3 separate regions of the Zea mays genome follow, and all the other regions are linked to region 3. A link is a contact called in public Hi-C data. All regions are on one chromosome and are shown on one strand. The core of a region is the stretch at or near the end of the contact, and the rest is flanking DNA. Distances in the headings are between cores, read along the strand shown.

Region 1 (2,700 bases), core at 14-2,513, 130 kb after region 3:
CTTATTTTGCTAGTAGACACTGAGTATCTGCGACATTTGATTGATGATAGAACTCCTCCCCATAACAGTGATTGATACCCTCACATGGACATTCCTTAGGTCAAGTTCATCTGGGATTCTTATTATGTTTGAAAGGCCCCTCACTTCTGCAAACAGAAAGGACCCCCTTGGTGGAAGGATATCTCTAGGCTTAATCCTTCATACAGGGAAGTTGTTAGAAGTTTTATTGGAAATGGACATTCTACCTCTTTCTAGAATGATAATTGGACTGAAGAGGTGCTCAGGTCTAAATATCCCAACCTAGAATCATTTATCTCTGCCCCTTGTTTATCGGTTAAAAAAAGTCTTTGATGCTTCAGATCTATCATCTATATTCAATCTTCCTCTATCTACCTAGGCTCTTAATGAATTGGAAGACCTAGATTTATTGGATGGTCATGAGTTTAATGATAATCATGATGACAATTGAGCAATGGTTTCTGGTGGTGTAGTTTACTCTGTTAAAAATATTATAAGGGTAAATTTGATACCTCCTGGGTCTCAGAGATTTTCGCTAATTTATGGAAGTGCAAATCACGATGAGATTTAAGTTCTTTGACGAGCTTATGTTCATTAACAGACTCAACATTAAGGCCATTCTCTTAGGAAAACTTTGCTTTCAGATCAGCTATATCAACGTGTAACACCCAAAATCCTAACTTGTGATTTAAGGAAATCCTTTAATAAAAAATAATGATAATCAAAATAAAATACCCTTGATAAATAATTAAAACTTTAGAGTTCACCCCTTTCTAAAAAGTAAATGGTTATAATAAAATAATGTTAGCTAAATCATATCTTGATAAAGATTTAGACAATTGAAAATGTGTTCTATCAAAACAAAGGAACCATAATTTAAAATTTGAATTTAAATTATAAATGAAAATAAAAAATAAAAAATGAGTAAAAAGAAAGGGAATAGGGTCATTATTCCTTCCATAATTACATAATAGGAAGGAGAATAAATAATAATATTGCAAATAATAGGATGTATATTTACATTAGGATTATATTTGAGATTGGAAATCTGAAATTCAAAACAGAAATTTGAATTTGGCTTGAATATTTGAATTTGGAAAAGAAAGGGAAAAGAGAGCTAGACGGGCCCTAATTCGCGTTTTCGGCCCATTTCGCCTTTCTCTCCACGCAGCCCGCCACCTGCTGATGCGCTGACAACAGGACCCCGCCCGTCAGCCCTTCACCCTGCGAACACAGCTCAACCATCATCCAACGCGCCAGGCTTTGTGTCTCTATCACGTGGGTCCCACCGGATCAGCTCATCAACCTCACAACAGAACTGGACGAACTCGTGCACGCGCGGATCTTGGGATTTGGTTGTGGAATCCGTCCTGGGTCCTAGGGTTCAGATCTTGGACATGAGTATACATGCGGTCGCCAGGTGCTCCTCATCCATCTCACGCTAATCCCAAAGATTCTACGTTAGCGTGCTCGGAGCGGGGGGAAGGGGTACTTCTCGCCGGAGTTGAGGGACACCACGCCATACTTGGATTGTGCGGTAGTTTGGCGCCTAGATTGGAGTCGGGATCTTCATCACGATATCGCGCTCATAGTGGTGACAACTAGGGAGACCGGGAGCCATCGGGGTGCCCGTAATTCCTCGCCATTGCCCGGACTTGGCCGCGGATTTGCATGGTGTGTGGACAACTATTTCCCGTTGCCGAATCTCAGGTGAGTCCTTCCCCACTCGGATACCTTTAGCCTAGTAATCATGTAGGATCGATCTGGGGGTCTATTGGTGTGGTGTCGCTCTAGGACGGGTCTCCAGTGTGCGTACGCCGCGCAGGCTCTATTCCGCCGTTTGGTGTGGCTGGAGGATGAAGATGACCACGCCATCGTCGATCGTATATTCAACTGTTTAAATTAGGTCTAGCCATCGGATGTGGTCGGGTGAATCTGAGCCATCGATTGCGAGACGTGTGGCTGTGATTGCACGCTGATTTATAAGGAGGACCGGGGACCGTTTGATCCGCAACGGATGGTAGAGATTAGAAGTTAACGTTTCTGTACGCTGTGATCAGATCAGGGCCGTCGAGTTAGATCGGTGCGGCTCTGGGCGTCTGCATGTCATGACCATAGATCCATGATCCTAGGTGTAAATCGCATATCGGTTCATAATAATGCAGATCTAATCTTGACCATCCGATATAGATCAGACCGCTAGGATCACAAGATAACCCTTCGGTCGGATAGTTTTTAAAAGAGCCCCTAGGGTTGTTATATATCAACCCATAGTCCACTGCTGTGTAAAAGTAATTCCACATAGGCCCTGGATTTTGCAGATTTGACCCTAGGGAACTCCAGAATTTGGCAGCAGCCCATATAGTAAATAAAATGAGATAAATTAATGCTGAAAATAATTTTTAGTATATAAATAATTCTAGAAACTTGTTTAATTCATAAGTGATTCGTTTTAACTCTTGTTTGATCCATTCCAGTTCCATTAAATTCACATTAATATTGTTTATCATCTAGCAACTTTATTTTGTTATGAAACATATGGTAAAATTTTGCACTTAACTTGTTTATTATCTAACACATAAATCTTCAGAAGATCATAACTCTTAAACCGTAACTCTGATTTTATTGGTTCTCGAACCTACAATCTCGTTACGATGCGTAGAATATTATTATGCATTATAT
Region 2 (2,700 bases), core at 173-2,672, 160 kb after region 3:
TTTAGCTTGTAAAGGTTTATAAAAGATAACCTTAAATTTATCATATATTTTCTCAAATGATATATATAAACTTCAGATGCGGATTCAAATATTTTTCACCTTTTGTTGAAGGGAGCAAATAATGCATAAAACAATTTGTAAAAAAAATATTCTTATCTATAATAATGTGCTTGATAACATAAAAAATCAACATCAAATTTCATATATATTTATTTTAAAATATTAAATTTGTTCAAACAATTTAGTTATTCACTTTCATCTCTATTGTATCAGCTGCGAAACAAAAACCAAACATTGGCTCTACTCCCCTAGCCTGGAGTTGAGATTTGCTACCAACTACGCTCTTTGGAGCTAGGTTGCAGGCTATGCTTGGGCCTTGGGACTATTATTGGTCTTGCGTTGTTGTTGTGTTCGTGTTGTCGTTTTGTAGATCAGGAGTTGTAACTGTTGCAAAGCCATTAGGCTGTCCACACTTGTGCACAGTAAAACCAACTGCAGTATCATTTTCAGTAAATATAACTACACTCATATACTGCATGTCCTAGCGCTTCCTTCCATTGGTACTCTCCAACCTCAACTGTAGAGTCTATGCCCCCGTTTGTTTCAGCTTTTTGGAGCTTCTGGCCACCAAAAGCTGCCGCGGACTGCCAAACGCTCAGCTTTTCAGTCAGCTTCTATAAAATTTATTTAAGTAAAAACCATTCATAATTAGCATAAACACATAATCGGTTGAGTCGTTGCAATAGTAGGAATCTGTCACTTTCTAGATCCTGAGTCCTATGGACACCTTTATCTTCCTCCACACGTAATCCTAATAATACTCAGATTCTCTACACAGCCAGATTCTCCCCACAGCTAGATTTTCAGAAAAGCTGGTCAGAAAAAAGCTGAACCAAACAGGCCCTATGCAGTTCTGCTGTATTACTCTCTCTCTCTCTCTTTCACGTTACTGCAGCCGAGACAAAAGAAAAGGAGATGGGTGATAGGGGCCCGCGGTGGGTATTTTTTATATATTGATAAAAAATATGGCTGTTTGTATATGGTTAAGATATAGAGTAGTTATGGATGTGAAAGTTTAGCTAATATATTTTAAAATGTTGATGACTATGCTATAATATTTTTTTAATTGCATATGACGAGTGCACAGTGAAAGTTCTCTTCAGTGTCCTCATATTTTTTTCTTTTAGGGCTAGTTTAGAAACTATATATTAGTATATTATCAAGGGATCTAAGAAAAAATAAACTAATTTTTTTAAAAAAATAAAAATTCTATAAAAATTGGAGTTGCTAAACTAGCCCTTATATTTTTTTAAAAAAAAATTGGAGCGGAGCGCGTTGAGTAACGACGAATCGACCCGCTCCTCCGCTCGCACTCCTGCAGCCGGCGGCAGCCAGGAGCCAGCCCACAGCCCCACACAGACGCGGATGCTCCGCACGCGCTTCCCTTCTCCATCTCCGTCCAAATCGCGATCAAATGCCACCGCGCGCATCGCTCCTCCTCCGCCGCCGCCTCTCCGCCCGCCCGCCTCACCGCGATCACCCCGAAGTCGCCGCGCTGCTAGGGGTCCTCAACTCGGCGCCGCCGTCCTCCACGTCGCTCTCACACGCGCTCTCCCGCGCCTTCCCGTCACCCTCCGACGCCTTCCCTCTCTGCAGGCTGCCTCACCTCCTCCCGCTGCTCCCCTCCCCTCTTCTCTCCCTCCGCTTTCTACTATGGCGCCTGACCCCATCCTCCCCGCTACCCTCCCAGCACGCTCTCTCCTCACTCGCCACCTCGCTCCCCGACCTCTCATACTCCGTGCCGCTCCTCCTCTCGTCCTCCCCACGGCCGCTCCAGCTCCCGCACTATGCCCTCCTCCTCAACATATCCGCTCACGCCAGTCTCTTCCCTGCCTCCCTCGCCGTCCTGCGCCACATGCGGTCCTTCGACCTCGTGCCCAGCGCCGCCTGCTTCCACCACGCCCTCCGCGCGGCGGGCTCCGCCAGCGATGTCTCGGCAGTGCTTGAGATAATGTCTGCGTCCGGCGCTTGTCCAACCGTGCCCGTGATCGTGGCCGCTGTGCATAAATTGGCGTCGGCGGGGGAATTCGAAGTCGCCTACCGGCTGATCGATAAAATGCCGGAGTTCGGGTGTGTGCCCAATGCTGTGGTTTACACGGCAGTGCTCGATGGGATGTGCAGTTTCGGGAACGTGGATGCGGCGTTGAGGCTGATGAAGGCGATGGAGGGTAGTGAGTTTGGTGCAAACTGTGCACCCACCGTGGTGACCTATACGTGTTTGGTGAAATGCCTCTGCGGGAAGGGGAGGGCGGTCGAGGCTCTCGCTGTGCTGGATAGGATGACAGAGAGACGGGTGATGCCAAACCGTGTTTTTATGCGGACGCTGGTTGAAGGGTTTTGCACTGAGCAGAGGGTTGTCGACGCGTATGATGTGGTGGAGCGTGTAATTGGTGATGGGAGTGTTTCGAGTACACAGTGCTACAATGTTCTACTCGTTTCCTTGTGGAAGGTTGGCATGGGAGAAGAAGCTGAAGGACTGGCACGGATGATGATGACGAAAGGGGTGCAGCTGACCCCACTCGCTGGCAGTTGTATGGTGAGGGAACTGTGCATAAGGAAGAGATCGTTGGATGCTTGCTACTGGCTGGGAGTGATAGAGGAGAACGGGGTGCTGTGTGACTCTGATGTGTATGGTACCTT
Region 3 (2,700 bases), core at 195-2,694:
GACATCATATCCATAAGCTCCAAACCAGCACGCTGGGAATATAAAAAAAAGAACATTTTATATAAACATTTAATGTCATTTGATAAGGAAACTAACTATTAGAAATTTGGAAAGATCACAATATCAAATCGTTGGTTAGTATAATCCATACTTGGCTAGAATTTTGGGAGAGAGAAAAAAACAAAAATCCAAGATTGAACAATTATGATATCATGTTGTGTTTTTCCTTAAAAAATGCATAGTCCTTGTTTTTCTCTTTAGGATTTCATAAACATGACCACCTTATTCTCAACAGTTAATAATCCACCTTTCTGAGGCATTAAAGGCTCAAGGCCACCAAAATTCGAGGACAAAGCAATGGTACCTGGTGGTGTGTTCGCAGCAGGACCTTGCAGTTTGAGTGTATTTCTTGAACATGCAGCAATGCTTTGAAGAATTTGTCATCTATCTCCTCTTCCCGAAGTGCATTTATCTTTTAACCATTAATAAAAGAGCAATACATACAATCGTGAATGAATACATCGTGATGTCCGCCTTAAGACAAAATGGCATCAACATAGCAAACAAACATCATAATTCAATTAGTTTTGCTTGGATAAAAAAAGGACCTCTTCATTTGAAAGTTGGTAATCCCGCAGGAAGCATGACACAATTTCTTGCCTCTGAGTGATAACTTCAAGTTCCTGTTGCAACCTCTCTGTTGTACTGATGATGTCCCCAGTACTTGCACTACAACTGTTCAATGCTTCCTCGATCCTAATAACACAAATAAAAAGAATATAAACGAGTAGCAGCACACCCTTCTAAGTGGCCCACATCTCATACTCTCGTATATGCTAGTATTTAGTATCCTATGAGAATCAAAAAGCAAGCTATGATACCATACATTGGGATAGTTATATCTTATATCATTTTATATGGCATGGCAGCTTTTGATATTGTGATAAGATACAATAGACTAGGAATAGCTAAGTAGACCAGACAGCAGAGAACAGCACTAGGGCAATGAACAAAGCAACTCACTTCTTCCAGGAGTCGTTCAGCGCGTGCACCTCCCCCTCGACGCGATCCAGCGCCTGCATGAAGAAAGAGCAGAGCAAAGCAATCATCAAACAGGGCACAGCGGCTGCGTAAGGAGGGGCAGCTGACAACACCGCACCTTGTGGGCGGGGAGCGAGGCGTCGAGGAAGTGGCGATTGATGGCAAGTGCACGCTGCTCAATGGAGGATTTGAGATTGCGGCGCGCCTGCGGGGTGTTCTGGACGTAGAAAGTGGAGAGCGCGCCCAGCGAGGCCAGCAGATCCGGGTTATCCGTACGCGTCTCCAGCACCTTCTTCAACTTCCGGGACACCCCCGGAGCTAGCGCCGCCGCCATCCCGACCGCTGCCGTCACGGATTAGCGATCGTGATCTCTTTTCTCCGCCCCCGCCTTCCTCCGCCGGCGAGAAGGGGGTTTGGTAGTTCGGGATCTGAGAGGGCAGAGGAGTGAATATGGGTCGACGCCCCGACAGTAGTAGCCGGACGCGGGGAAGGCAAAGTTTCTGCGGTGCAGACCGTGTGCCGGTGTTGGGCTGTTGGCTGCATAGTTGGGCTAAATTATTATTACAGCCCATGTAATCTTGTTCGATCGATTAGGGGTGGATTGAACGAGATAGTGATAAGCTCAAGCTGATTCCGGTATTCTACCACTTTACCAACTCAACACGGAATGGAGAGTTCATGCGTTCTATTTATGCTTTGAGTATGTCGGGAACAGGCATTTACTTCATGTTATCACAATTGTGTCGCTCATTTACCCCATAACATTTATCCTGATAATTTCTTGTTTTCCTAAACCTTATTAAAAAAAGTCCATTTCCATAACTTGTTTCACTTTCGACAATAATCTATATCTATATCTATACTATACTTAAAGCACCAGTTTCAACGATCATCCCGCGTCATCTTTTTACAAATAATCTCTCACAACTATTTAGTTTCAACGGTCATCTTGCGTCATCTTTTTACAAATAACCTCTCACAGCTATTTCAAATTAATCTGTTGTACTCATATAGATGGTCAAACGGCGGTCCGGCACGAGCCAGACGCCCGCGGGCCACAACTCTGGCCCAGGCACGTCATGCCGGCCTGCTGACTGTGTCGGGCCAGCCCGTTAGCCCATTTAATAGCCCGTCGGCCCATTTAATTAAACCAGCGTAAAATGTTAAAAACGATGCATATGAGGTGGGGTTTGAACTCATGCCCTGATGGAATAAGGACAGGAGACACTGGGTGAAGCTGTCTAACCAGTAGAACATCATGCTCAGATATTTTAAAATCGAATAAAAATTGTATATATGTATATACGTTTTTGTAAAATAAAAAAATATAATCGTGTCGGGCCGGGCCAGCACTACGGGCCGAGGCTACAACCCAAGCACGGCACAGCGTTCTTGTCTCTTGCAATCATTAGGTCGTTTTTGAGACCACGTTGGAGCAATGGACTTCATAGTGTTTGAGGTTGCTGAATTGGATGGAGCAACAATGATTTGTCACACTAATAGTAAAATAAAAGATTATTTGTTAGTTTTAAACGTTAGTAATTGCTACGAAGTAGCATAGTTTATATGGAGCGCACCCAGTTTTTATTGATGACTGACTTTAGCAATCACCCCATATTTTGATCCATCTTTTTTATAAGTTTGAATTCATGTGACTTA

What was found. Hi-C and Micro-C count contacts between places; a contact is called where the count stands out from the background.
Region 1: a contact with region 3 is called in a Hi-C map of endosperm, with 2.3 times the contacts expected there. The contact joins the enhancer-like site here to the promoter of LOC100382195 in region 3. A contact is called at or near these places in 2 of 25 Hi-C or Micro-C datasets (endosperm and leaf).
Region 2: a contact with region 3 is called in a Hi-C map of endosperm, with 2.9 times the contacts expected there. The contact joins the promoter of LOC100217071 here to the promoter of LOC100382195 in region 3. A contact is called at or near these places in 6 of 25 Hi-C or Micro-C datasets (ear, endosperm, leaf and 2 more) and 1 of 3 datasets of contacts at active chromatin or transcription factors (leaf).

Annotation. Positions count from the first base shown.
Region 1 is chr1:28,618,129-28,620,828 of Zm-B73-REFERENCE-NAM-5.0, reverse strand. No RefSeq gene overlaps it. Among protein-coding and RNA genes, the nearest start is that of LOC100217071, 30 kb to the right of the region's middle. Within about 2 kb of position 1,263, at least 18 of the 20 cell types and tissues checked have an H3K27ac peak or open chromatin away from gene starts, as enhancers often do. A contact at or near this core is called in endosperm and leaf, where this site is marked.
Region 2 is chr1:28,588,324-28,591,023 of Zm-B73-REFERENCE-NAM-5.0, reverse strand. LOC100217071 reads left to right here and starts at 1,422. Exons shown (of 1, transcript NM_001143441.2): 1 at 1,422-2,700. The coding sequence starts at 1,475.
Region 3 is chr1:28,748,450-28,751,149 of Zm-B73-REFERENCE-NAM-5.0, reverse strand. LOC100382195 reads right to left here and starts at 1,444. Exons shown (of 11, transcript NM_001174954.1): 1 at 1,160-1,444; 2 at 1,024-1,076; 3 at 609-756; 4 at 365-472; 5 at 1-32. The coding sequence starts at 1,375.